2 separate regions of the Callithrix jacchus genome follow, and region 2 is linked to region 1. Evidence: chromatin contacts called from public Hi-C data. All regions are on one chromosome and are shown on one strand. The core of a region is the stretch at or near the end of the contact, and the rest is flanking DNA. Distances in the headings are between cores, read along the strand shown.

What was found. A called contact is a pair of places that touch in the nucleus more often than the background predicts.
Region 2: a Hi-C map of induced pluripotent stem cells shows a contact between it and region 1, with 3 times the contacts expected there. The contact joins the enhancer-like site here to the promoter of ADAMTS16 in region 1. A contact is called at or near these places in 2 of 3 Hi-C or Micro-C datasets (induced pluripotent stem cells and skeletal muscle).

The regions. Positions count from the first base shown.
Region 1 is chr2:200,751,472-200,757,953 of calJac240_pri, reverse strand. It overlaps ADAMTS16 (ADAM metallopeptidase with thrombospondin type 1 motif 16), which reads left to right and starts at 4,774. Exons shown (of 22, transcript XM_035291797.3): 1 at 4,774-4,982. The coding sequence starts at 4,931. It overlaps LOC144581629, which reads right to left and starts at 4,898. Exons shown (of 2, transcript XR_013532698.1): 1 at 4,783-4,898; 2 at 723-3,312.
Region 2 is chr2:201,018,772-201,025,448 of calJac240_pri, reverse strand. All of the region lies in intron 2 of LOC128931407, which reads right to left. Among named protein-coding and RNA genes, the nearest start is that of ADAMTS16, 270 kb to the right of the region's middle. Within about 2 kb of position 2,953, at least 3 of the 16 cell types and tissues checked have an H3K27ac peak or open chromatin away from gene starts, as enhancers often do.

The DNA of each region.
Region 1 (6,482 bases), core at 3,525-6,024:
TGTGAAATGGAAGTCGCAGACTGATGGCAAGCATGACTAGCTTTCTCTACCCCACTGTGTCTTCACACCTTCGAAATATGGCCTTGCAGCCTCTCCCAGGAAGCAGCAGAGGCTCTTTCCTTGTGCCTGAGCTGCCTATGCAGCTTGGCCAGGAGGACGTGGCAAAAGCAGTCATGTGGGTACAGCAGCCTCAAGCCTAGGTCTTCAAAGTCTTCCACGCAGGTACTCTCTCAGAAGCCGGCACCACCCGCAAAGCAAGCCCAGGCTGGCATGCAGCAGGGCGATACATGCTAAGAAATAAAGCTGGATCTGCCCACTTGCTCCAGAAATCTGAGCAAGCCCAACTCTACCCAGGCCACCACCCAACCCCACTGACAGCACTCCTGCCTGAACCCAGCCAAGATCAACAGGCCCGTCATGACCACGGATAACAGCCAGCATGCAGAGGCACGGACAAAAAGAACTGGCTTTGTTTTTAGGTTTGGGGGTATTTTTCTGTCCAGCAATAGCTGAGACACAGAGCTCCGCCAATTATGCATCCTTTGTACCCATTTGAAGAAAATATGTTTGACAGAAGCCAGTGATGGCACGAACCAGAAGACTGCAGGGAAAAGTACTGAGCCTTCTTTCCCGAGGTGTCTGAGTGACTGAGCTTCAGCCCCGGGGGAGAGTGAAGGGACTCACGCAAGAGACGGATGGGATACCAATAGCAATGGCAGTAAAATAATAACAAACACTCAATCTATTATTAGAAAATGATACACAATTGATATGATAGTACTAATTGTCGTATAAGATACATTATTACTATTTAACATACATTTTTCAGTGTTTAATAATAAAAGGAAAGGAGCTTATAAATGCCATATTGTAAATTTGGGAATCTACTATTGTCTGTCCTCATTGATTCCCAATTTTCCTTTCTTCTTTTTACTAAAATCAGTCAAGAATGAAAGTAAGGGAGGAGGGCAGAGACAAGAACGTAGCGACGAATAGAATTTTCCTGAAAACCACCAGCTGACGTGATCTCGTTACCGCTAGGCATTTGAAGGGCACGCTCGCGCCATTAGCACTGCTGAGCTGAGATGCTCGGGGATCAGTTACAACTTGGCCGAGGGGCAGTGAGGAAGCCCAGGGGGCTGTGTCCAGTGTCGCCAGCCATTCGGGAGGAGCCAGTCTTCCAGTGCCCTCTCATTTCTCCAGTTATGCTCAGTCCAGCTTCATAGTGAGTTCTACATTTTATGTAATTAATTTAAAGTTTCTTCTGTCAAAATCTCCTTTTCTTGTTTTTTACTGGGACTTTCTCACATTGTGGGGGTACAGTCAGCACTGGGAGAGAGGGAGGCACCTCACTGCTTTCAGCCCATACATCATCTTATTGCAGGGGGCTGAGAGCGGGGCTGGGAGGCAGGAAGTGTCTGAGGCCCGAGCGCGCTGACCCTGCGGGGCCAGGAGGCCTGCTTTACCTTCCTGAGGCTTGGCTTTCTCACCTGACACCTGCAAAGAAGGACAAGAGCCATCCACAGGCCTCCACACTGGAAAGGTATTTGACATTATCGTGTTTGTGTTTTAGTGAAATTGTGCTCTTATAATTTCTATAAAGTAATAAAGAATGACTAACCTTTCAGAAAACAATATGAACTACGAAATACATTTTCATCCAATCCTTGTGATCTTTTCCAATAAGGAAATGTGTTGATGCCCAACACAATGATGACTGCTTTGAAACCTGATGAGTTTGAGCTGGTTGTGAGATGAGGAAGGAGGAGATTTACAGACTAAACAGGATCTTCCCAGGGCACAGACACATCCACTTCCCTCTGTTTCAGTGGACGGTGGTTTTACAGACAAGGTAGCGTGCCCCTTTGCATTGCTTTAAAGTTTATGCAATTTAGAAAGGGGCTATGACAAAGTTTGATCCTTATAATCTAAAATGCCATCTGTTTCCACATGAGAAAGAGCCCTGGCTCCTTTGATTTGGAAAGGGCGCTGGGCATGGAGGAGCAGGCAGCCATTAGGAGATACTCTCTCTCAGAGTCTTTGCTAAGCACATCGTTTTTATTTTTGAATCGATTTTTATTCTCTATTGAACATCTACATGATATTCAAAATAACCTCCTAAGTAATGAGACCCTCTGTCTGAAAGGAAACAAGTGGTGACTGTGAACGTGTAAATAATTAACAGCAACATTTTTCTGTGAAGGGCCAGAGGGTAAATAGTGTCAGCTTTGCAGGGCACAGTCTCTGCGGCAATGACTCGACTGTGCCATGGTGAAAGCAGTCACGGACGATATGCAAACAAATCGATCACGTTCCAATAAGACTCTATTTACAAAAGGAGTCAGCTGGCCAGATTTGGTCTTAGGCAGTCGTGAGTTTTCTGACCCTGGATCCAAACGATGACAAAATTACTTTCCTAAGCTCTGACCTCAAAGTTGAGTGCTACGTTCTTGAAGGGCTGCAAAGTGAAGGACTTTGAGCCTGGCGGTTTGCTTTGACCCTTCCAATATTTGTCCTCAGGGTTACTTTCCTGAGACACATTTAAGTTGACAGAACTCCACATACGTATTTGGACTTCCATCCCCCAGACAGTATGGCAACACCCATGCTGTAGCCACCGAGTGTCAACAGTCCCTTTGAAGGCAGACGTGTACTCCAGTTTGCCGGGGCCCCTCCCCTCCTCTCCATCCCTCCCTGAGACTGACAGGCACCATGTTGGATGGCTGTTCTTAAACTCGGCCCTCTTGTGTGTTGCACATCTCCGCTCCCAACCTGGCCTCTATAGGCTGGAGTTGACCACCTCTCTGTGTTATCTGGAGACATCCACACTGTGGGAGGAGCGCTGAATTCCATGCACAGCTAGAGGAACCGGGAAACTAGTCATTCTAAAGAATGGTGTTCTTTCTTCACAGTGAAGAGACTCAGGAAGCACTGTTCTGCTCTCACTCTTTGTAAGCACATCCTAAGAGTGAATCCTTTTATATCAGCCATTTTTCTTTTATTCCATCTGTGTGAACTTATAGAAGAAGGCCCCTGGGTATCTCCATGAGAACATCAGACTGGAAAAATCTCACTCCCTTTCATGTTACACTGGGCATAGAAGTACGCAGAGATCCCCGTATATCAAGCGTGCAGTGGACTCAGGGCAAGGGAAATCTGCCGGCAGGCAGGAGATTTTGGAGACTTCCAGGCACTGCCCAACTCCCCTTCCAGGTAAGTGTAAGCTCCGTGAGGTGTAAGCTGAGGCAGACACTTGTTAGGCGTTGGCAGAAGGGAAGGGTGCCAGGTGTTTTAACGTCCTGCAATACCAGCCTAAAAATAGTAAAAAAAAAAAAAAAAAAAAAAAGTTTCACTTTTGAAGAATTATTTCAAATAAATGAATAAGAGAGGGGCGTGTGTCGCTATGGAATGGGGATGACCCACACACAGCCAGGCGGTTCTGCTGCCCCTGCCTGGGGTCTGGCGCTTCAGGACAGCCCTAGCAGGAGGCTTGCTGGGAGCTCTCCCTGAGGACCCACAGGCTGCCACAGGACAGGCTGGGCAAAAAAGCCAGATGCCAGGACACCATTTCCCCCATTCATCCCCCTCTCCAAAGTGTGCAAAAGAGGCAATGTCCTGCTAAGCCTTCTATGAGGGACACTGGAGCCAAAGGGCGGCGAAAGGCCCAGAACCCCCTAGAAGGTGAGGGGTGGGAGAGGAGCCAGGGAAGGGGAGCGCACACGCACACACGTGTGCAAACACGCACTCCCACGCGCGCAGTCCTGAGGGCGCACAGCATGTCCTCGCGCACATGCAGCCAGGTGGTGGTGTACACCCGGGCACACCCAGGCACAGGTCCATCCTTGCTTCACACACCCCATCTAGCTACTCAGAACTCTGGCCAGGAGAGTGACCAAACACCTGCTACCTCCTTGCCCCCTTGTCCACTCAGCATCTCGATCGACCCCAGAGGCGGCCGAGGCTCCGGCCCCTCCGCAGCCCCGAGACCTCCCTAAGGATTGCACCCAGCAGCCAGTCACCGGCACCCGCGGCCTGGCCAGTCGAGGGCGTCCGTGACCCCGGGACCAGGAGCGCCTCCACCACCCGGGGCAGACCTCGCGGGGAAGAACTTCCTCTTCGGCTGCCTGGTCTCCCATCGCTCTGCAAACTCCAGAGCGACGCACACGCTGTTAGAAGCAGGTCCGCGGCTCCCTCAGGTCCGAGCGCCCCGTTTTCGCACCCAGTGTCCCCACAGCTGTGCCCTGGCGCAGCGACACCGCCCCGCCGCGCTCCGCGGGCTGCAGGTGTCCTGGCCTCTGGCGGCGCCGGTGCGGCCCCCGGGGTGGGAGCCCGCGGAGCGACTGCAGCAGCCGGAGCCCTGCCGAGTCCCAGCCCCGGGGCAGGGCAGGAGCGCGCACCGGCCGGAGGTCCACCCCGTGCACCGCCAGCGCGGGGGCCGGTCCCCTCTCCAGCCGCTTGGTCCCCGCACACCCAGCGGGGCCCGGACTGCGGGCCGGGGGCAGCTCCATCCTCCCGCGTCCTCCTCCCGCTGCTCAGCCGCGGTCCACGCCTCCCCTTTGCTCCCCGCCCGCCTCCGCCCCAGCGCCCCGCAGCCCTCGCCTCCTCCCCTCCGCTCTTTGTCCCTGTCCTCTCCCCTCCTCGGTCCTCTGACCCCCGCTGCCCTCGCCTCCTCCCCTCACCTCTCCCTTGCCCGCCCCCCGTCGGCTCTCCCACGGCTCCCGCCGCCCCCGCCGCCGCGGCTACCACTCCGCCCCCCGCGCCGCGCGGAGCCCCAGTAATAACCCCAGCGCGGCGCAGAGTCGCTGTGGGGAATCCTCCCGCGCTCTGACGGGGTCCAGTACTCCCTGCCCGCTCGCACGCTGCCGGCCGGGGACCCTCCGGAGGCCCCCAGCCCCTCTGAGCGCCCCTGGATGAAGCCCCGCGAGTGCGGATGGCGAGGCTGCGCGGCGCTGTGGCTGCTGCTGGCGCAGGTGGCCGAGCAGGTGAGTCCCGGGCGCTCCCCGCGGCGCGCGGAAACCGCGCTTCCCCACAGCTGGAGGCGAGTCCCCCGCGGCTTCTCTCCCGCGACCCCGCCGTCTCACTGCCGTGTCGCCGCTGTTTTCCGCAGGCACCTGCGTGCGCCCCGGGACCCACAGCGGCAGCGCCAGGGAGCCCGAGCGTCCCGCATCCTCCCTCTTCCGCGGAGCTGCCGGGCTGGATGGAAAAGGGCGGTAAGTCCGCGAGATGGGAGCTCCTAATCCTTGCCATTTAGCGGCTCGTAATCCCCGTGCCGCTGGTTTATTAGGTGCTATGAATGTTCATGGCTCCGTGGAACCCTACTTTCAAGATGCTGCTGTGCACTTTTTTTTTAACTGTTTGAGCGACCACCGATGAGTGGACTTCCACCAATATTTATATTTTATTTCCTGGCTAAACGGTTTGCCAGCGTTATGATGTAACATTAGGAAAAATGTGAGGAAATTCATTGTATTTTATTCTAAAGAACTTAGGAAGAATCTAAAGCTATTCATGTTTGCATGAAAGCCGTCATGAAGAGCAAATCTCTCCCTTTTCCATTCCCTCCTACCTCCTCCGATCCTCCTCCCCCACCCTTTCTCCGCCTCCTCCTCCTCCGCCTTCTTTATAAATTGGGGTATTTCTGTACCCTTGCTTATTCTCAGTGAAGGAAATAAAGAAAAGTACATCTTTTTTCAGTGCTTAGCATTTCAATACTAAAGTTAATGCTCCAAGAATCAGGGCGTACTTCAAACATAATAGTGCCTGAACCCGCTGAGCTTATCGTGACACCGGCAGCAATGTTCGTGCCCTGGGCCATGATTGGACATGAGGGCAAGTCTTACTCTTTTTCAGTGCATGCTTTTACTTCTGCCACTTACAAGTGACATTTGCAAATTTTGCTGTCTTACGGGAATGCAGCTCTGTGTCTTCATACTGCATCCGGTGAATGAGAAAGCAGGTGTGTCACATTGGTTGCTAGGTGGATTTTTAACATGAACCTATCCAATGACAGTTAACAAATATTACCTTGCATTGTTACCAGTAGTAAGTTGCCGTATAAAATGTTAATAGTAGTTGACTTTTAGGAAGAACTACGTTTGATTCTCTCAATAAATTTCCAGGAGATCTAGAAAATTAAAGAGTCAATAAATCAGAATTTCTCAGTATAGTTATTTTAATTTGATAAAATAACATAACGCAAGAATTTATGCATTAACTTTTGAAATTCTTCACTACCAAATGAGGATACAAATAGTATGTAGGGTGACCAACATCAGATTGACGCTCCCCATAGGACCTTTTTTAGAACCACCAGAGGGCGCTAACTGCAAATGATATAAAATGTCTAAAAAATAATTATGGTGTATTTACAAGAGAAAGTTAATTATCTGTCTATTTACAGCCTATCTTCTTGTGGTTATCCTTGTCTCGTTTAGTGTTTTGCTTACAATACTAAAAGTTAATTCTTACAATTTTAAAAGTTA
Region 2 (6,677 bases), core at 1,704-4,203, 270 kb before region 1:
CATGTCCCTACTTTGAATAATGATATAAAGTCTCAAATTTGCTGGGACTCCGCTCTGTGCAGGCCAGCAGCTTGTCAAGGAGGAGTTCGATTTCTTCCATCTGTTTCCTGGCCCTTCTGACTTCCCTGCCTGCAGGTGAGATGAGGGATAACCCCCCGTGAGTCAGCACCCGCCGTGAAGCCTCCCCACGTGCAGACCTCTGTCTGCATGTGACCTCCACAGCATGTGACACAGCTGCACTGAACAGCCTCCAGCTACAGAGAAGCTAGAAGATGTTCTAGCAGGAAATGCCCTGAAGGCTTTTGTCTGAAGTGGGCAGGGCTTACCTTCTCATGAAGTCCCTCCTGATATGTTCATTAATGCATATTTATGTGTCCAGTGAAAGATGACTGAGACTCCTGCTTCGGAGGTCTGAGGAAGTTTCTGGGAACCGGGAGCCGTTCACGATGTGGTTCACAGAGCTTCAGCATCAGCCCCTAGGGTGGGCTTGCAGTGCATTTATAAACCACGTTTTGATACAATTTGCCCATGTGAGAACATCAGTGCAACCGAGATCAATTACATTTTGTCTACCCCTTGCTTACCTTCTCCTCAAGGCTGCTGGTATGGAACAGCTAGTGACAAGCTAGGGATCTCAGAAAGGGCAATTGCTTCAGAGATACATTTAGACTGTAATTAACCTGATACAGTTAATGGATTTACAGTTACTTTCTTGTATAATTGTTACTGTTACCTGTCCTTCTCCTAAGACACACAAGAGAAGGGAGTGGAAATAGGTCCTAGGATAGGATTGTGTCCTGAAGGTGTTGGCACAAAAGCCTGTGGGACAGATGAGAAGAGAGTCTTAAAATACATGGCACTGTGGCCGGGCACAGTGGCTCATGCCTGTAATCCTAGCACTTTGGGAGGCCAACGAGGATGGATCACCTGAGGTCAGGAGTTCAAGACCAGCTTGGCCAACATGGTGAAACCGTGTCTCAACTAAAAATACAGAAAATTAACTGGATGTGGTGGCAGGCACCTGTAATCCCAGCTACTTCGAGGGATTGAGGCAGAAAAATTGCTTGAACTTGAGGTGGAGATTGCAGTGAGCGAAATCGTTCCATTGCACTCCAGCCTGAGCAACAATAGCGAAACTGTCTCAAAAAATAATTATATATATCTATATTTCACATAATTACATAAAAATGAATCATCCTCAGCAAACTGACACAAGAACAGAAAATGAAACAACGCATATTCTCACTCATAGGTGGGTGATGAAAAATGAGAACACATGGACACAGAAAGGGGAGTACTAAACACTGGGGTCTATTGGGGGGAAAAGAGGAGGGCCAGTGGGAGGGGGAGGTGGGGAGGGATAGCCTGGGGAGAAATGCCAAATGTGGGTGAAGGGGAGAAGAAAAGCAAAGCACACTGCCATGTGTGTACCTATGCAACTGTCTCGCATGCTCTGCTCATGTACCCCAAAACCTATAATCAAATAAAAAATTTAAAAAAAAAATGAATATATATTATATATTACATATATAAATAGTCATACATATATAATTTTATACACACACACACACACACACACACGGCACTAAAAGCCAGCCTGTGGGAATGTCATCCAATTCCCAGATGTGTAAAATTGTAAATAGATTTCCTCAGTGAAATGGATGCTCTCTCCTGTCAGAAACAGACCCAGTAAGGCAGCATTAATACTTAGGAGTATATTAGTAGTTTCTTTTTAACTTTGGATGGAAATCTTATGAAATACAATTTATCCGGATTCCGGTGTCTGTAAAGCACAAGCCCACATCAGCAGTGCAAATGCCAGAGCTCTGTGTGTCTTCTGCTTTTCCATGTTTCAAGATAAAAACAAGTAAGTGTTAAACAAGCAAGTTAGAGCAAAGACTAAACTGTTATTAGTGTCACTATAGGAAACACATACACAAATGAATTTTAAACAAGCAAGTTAGAGCAAAGACTAAACTATTTTTCAGTTTTTGCATAGAAAACATACTAGGAAACCACTGTCACTTAAAAAGACCATCAAAGATATGCAACCGAAAATTGGAGGCAAATATAATCATAGACGTCTAGCAGTTTATGATTTCTGTGTGTGTGTTTCCACTTAAGTTATAATTTGATGTGATTTATTTTCTCATTCAAGACAAATGTTTTCATTTGTACCATGTTTAGCTGAGTGAGACAGGCGGGCTGCCCATAGCTCCCCGCTTGGGCACCAAGCCTTCAGGACACGGTTCCATCTGGCACCATCTGGCGCTGCTGTTTCTTGCTCCCCAGGTTGTGAGAGGCAAGGCTCTGTTTGCCTACCCGGACGTTTTGTGGCCTCGACTCTTTTGTCTTGTTTTCAGGACCTCACTGCTCAGGAACGCAGCAGAATACCTGTTGCTTCTCCCGTCCCCTGGGGGGGTTTCAGAGCTCCTAAATGACCAGCTTATGCTCTTCCTGGACTTTCATCCAATGCCTTGTTCTTGATCTCTGGCAAAGCTCACTTATGCCTTCATCCTCGTTCACTCCCTGCACACCAGTGACATCTCCCATATGCAAATTTGGCAAACTCATCACCTCCTATCATGGCCAAAGCATCCCAAGGGCTGAAGCCAGTCGGTCCCACATCCCTCCACCCCATCAGGACTCTGTCCTTTCTTGCAACTTCAAGCATGGCTGGTCCTGCCACCAGCATGTCCCTGGGTCCATTCTCAAGTGAGGTATTCCTGGGAGGTGTCATCTGAAGATCCTAAAGAGGGATGGGAAGTTTTCCTCAGCCGTTAGAATAGGTTGAATGACCTGTGCCAAAAAGGGACTGTTTGATTTGCAAATTTAATACTAAGACCTTCTTTTCTTATATGATAATCTGGTAGCAAGGCTGTGGGGAGAGGAGGAGACATATTCCCCCATGTAACACTGAGTGCTTTGTTTATCCAAAGAACTGACAATTGCTGGGAGGAGAAATTCACTTAGGTCAGTTTTCACGCTGCTTTACACACTTGGCCGGTGCCTCTGGGATCATTCCCCAAAGCTCGGTTGTTATTTTTCTGCATACTTAGTTCTGTTTTCGTCTCATATCTCCTTCCAGGCCACTTGGGCTGCCCACTTGGGATCCGCTCTTCTCGGCTTTTCAATTTCCTGTCTCTGTACATACAGTTCCTTGTAATTCCACAATGCAAACCTTAATCATTCCACCTGGCAAAGCTAGAGTCCAATCCCCCTCACAGCATACAAGAACCGCTCTTCCTTTCCAGGGATTCCCAATTGACACCAGCCTGATAAACATGACACTCATCCAGACCCCAAATGTAACCATTGTCTTACATTGGGATGTCTATGTCACTCAACTTGCATTCTCAAATATCAACTGCTAAGTCATATTTGAGCTTTATGTTCCAGAGTCCCCCAGGGCAAACCCCCAGGAAGTTATGAACTGCTCTTTCTTACTGAAAGATACAGTGGCTGGGACTGCACTTAGCAAGAAGGTTCTTCTGTAGTCAAGCATGGTCCCAGTGAGCAGTTAGACACACAGGGGCAGGAAAGATGTGGACCTGATTTATCAATCACCAGATAGTGGCATGGCAGTGCACAGAAGGGTTGTGGAAGATTCATGAGCTCAGGGTTTCAGAGGCAAGCTGAGAACAATGTGGTCTTCCTGCCTACACAGAACTGGATGAGGTTAGAATCCATTTGGAAAACGCATTCTCTTCACTGTGGAAGGGAAGGGTACACACTTGTAACACCTCTTGAATTGTTTTCTGTTTGTCCCCATGGAACATGAGAATGGTCAGGGCACAGTGGCTCATGCCTGTAATCCCAGCACTTTGGGAGGCCGAAGAGGGTGTATCCTCTGAGGTCAGGAGTTCAAGACCAGCCCACCCAAAATGGTGAAACCCTGTCTCTAGTGAAAATACAAAGAGTAGCTGGGAATGGTGATGTGTGCCTGTATTCTCAGCTACTCGGGAAGCTGAGGCAGGAGAATTGCTTGAACCTGGGAGGTGGCAGTTGCAGTGAGCCAAGATTGAGGCATTGCACCTCAGCCTGGGTGACAGAGTGAGACTCTGTCTCAAAAAAACAAATCAAAAAACAAACAAACAAACGAATCTGAGAATGGGTTGTCTTAAGTATTTTACAGAAGTGTAAATATAAGAGGAAAAATGAGGTTTGGAGCACCCTCAATGAGCACTTTGGCCCTGGTGTCAGTTTATATCACTAGCAAGAGAAGAGGAAATACAAAAGGTGGGAAACTCCGATGGCAGCCCCAGTGCAAGCTTTTATGGAGAAAATATTAGTGATACTTTGTACCATGGGAATGTGATAGGCAAACATCCTACTGGATGTGAATGTATTATTTGTTGTAGAAAACTGATAACCAAGAAACCACTTTCCAGTTTTAGTTGTACAAAGGCAGACGCTCAGGTCAAACTGATCTCCCAAGCAGTAATCACACCGATGGGCAAAGGGGTGCTCTGCAGAGTGCATGAGGCTCCGTCGCTCAAGGCGGACACAGGCGCAGTCTAACCACTGTGAAATCAGCATCAAAAAGAAGACAAGTAGATTTGCTTTAAACAGCACGCGCTGAATGTCAAGGATTTTAAAGTTGGTACTTCATTGCGAACTGTTCTGCGGGCTCAATGGACTGCAGTGTAGGAGATGACAGGTTCCCTAAGAACGCATGCATTGCATTTATTATCCCTCACAGATATTGGAAAATTGAAAGTGCAAATTAAAATCTTTAGTATAAATTGAAATTAATTTACCCTTTCACGTGCTGGATACCTGCATACTGATTGTTTATTGTGTAATAAGCCTGGGGCGAATTGTGCGGCCACCTCATCTAATCAGTAACCGAGTTTTCGTTACTTTAACTCCATCTCTCTTTTCCATGTATCTCCCATATGGTCTGACAATTCATACTTTTCATAGTTTGGACCTTCACGTTTTCTATTTTTTATTGCCACAGTTACTTCCTACTTGGAAGATATGTATTAAAAGCTGGACCATGCCTTCCCAAGACACGCACATACATGCATTCGCACACATGTTCCCACCCAGAAACACACACTTCTTTGCACACACTCATTCATCCTACATTCTCCCGATGAAAACAGATGTGAAGCTGCTAGATAAACACCTAACATCAGAGCATTGTCTGAGCGTTGGATTGGTTCCCTTTATGGCTCTTGTTGGATTCAGGACCAAGTTTCCTAGCTGGTCAGAGAAGGAGCCCGCCGGTCTCTAGTTTTGCGTCCCACCTCTCCTGGCTCACCCCTCCCTATGTCCTGCATTGTGGCATGTGCTCCTGCCTCACCTGTTCTCACCACTTCCCCACCTGTATCCCCTCCCTCGCAGTTTCTCTGTCAGACCAGGTTAGGGCTGGCTACAAAGACCGAGGCCAGTGACAGTGGCTTAGACAATGCAGAATCCATTATTCTCTCATAAAAATGGAGATCGGCACCTTTTCTGTAGTTCTAGCTGGATTTTCAGAGAGAATAAACTGAGCTCCAGCTCAGAATTTGACCTGGAAGCTGTCAGAACTTCCTTATACTCATTCTCCCCTTGTCGGTCTTTGAAAGAATCAGGGCTGTGATATCACCCTAATGGTATTGCAGAGAAAGAAGCAGGCAGCCTCATGAGGCTTTTTTGTTTGCTGCCTGTTTCTTCTGCTTGGAATTTCATAAAGGGAAAAGGAAAGGCCCCTGGTGAACAAGGCATGGAGAAGAATCCCTGCAAATGAAGAGAAGAGAGAGGACAGGACTGCAAGCCCACTTTAGGGTCTCCAGGCTGGGAGCCAGTCAGGGAGACAATATCTGGGTGGGGTGGCCAGAGGAGATGGGGTGGGCAGGGTGGCACTACAGCAGGCAGCCTGTGCCATCACCTGTACCTGGGCATGCAAAAGCACCGTTCACTCTGCAGAGGTGCACATTCCCCTGCACATGGAGAGCAATGTCCATGCCCCTGAGAGGCAAGCATATTCCCATACATGACTCAGGAGGGGTGCTGGCCCACCCACACTGCCCCATGGTCAAAGGAAAAGGTCCCTGAAAATCATAAGGGCAGATGTGCTTGATGAAGACACATGGCCTTCCCATGGGGCTTCAGGGAACTGAGGTCTTCTCCTCTTGTGGCTGCCCCCCCTCATGCCCATCAGAGTCCTCCACAGGAGCCTGGACATCAGCTGATGGAGGAGAGTGTGCAGATGACCACACAGGAAGTTCCATGAGCCACGCTGTGAAGCAGCCAGCCCTCTGCTGACCATGCCCCTGTCCCCACCATCACCCTGCAGACAGGACCCTAGAAAATGAAGATGGCAAATGGAGATGTTCAAAGAAATGTGTAGAATGAAGCAACAGAAAAACTGTAACCTCTGAATGAAAAGACATTTGGGAGAAAGAGAAGCTAACAGAATAGCAAAAGAAATAGTAACAAAGAAAGATGGACGTCTTTAAATTAGATTAAAATCCATAGATCTTATTTTATTAAGAAAAATTGTATTAAGATAAACAATTTTGCTGACCTATTTAAGCTACGCTTCACAGATTAACCTATTTGATAAAAAACTACTTGGAGCCAAATCAAGGCTCTAGATATTTGCAAGTGAGTTCTCATGTATGTGGGCAGAGCAAATGCACGAAAACATGGACTAGAATGATTCCTTCCTGCAATCATTGTATTTT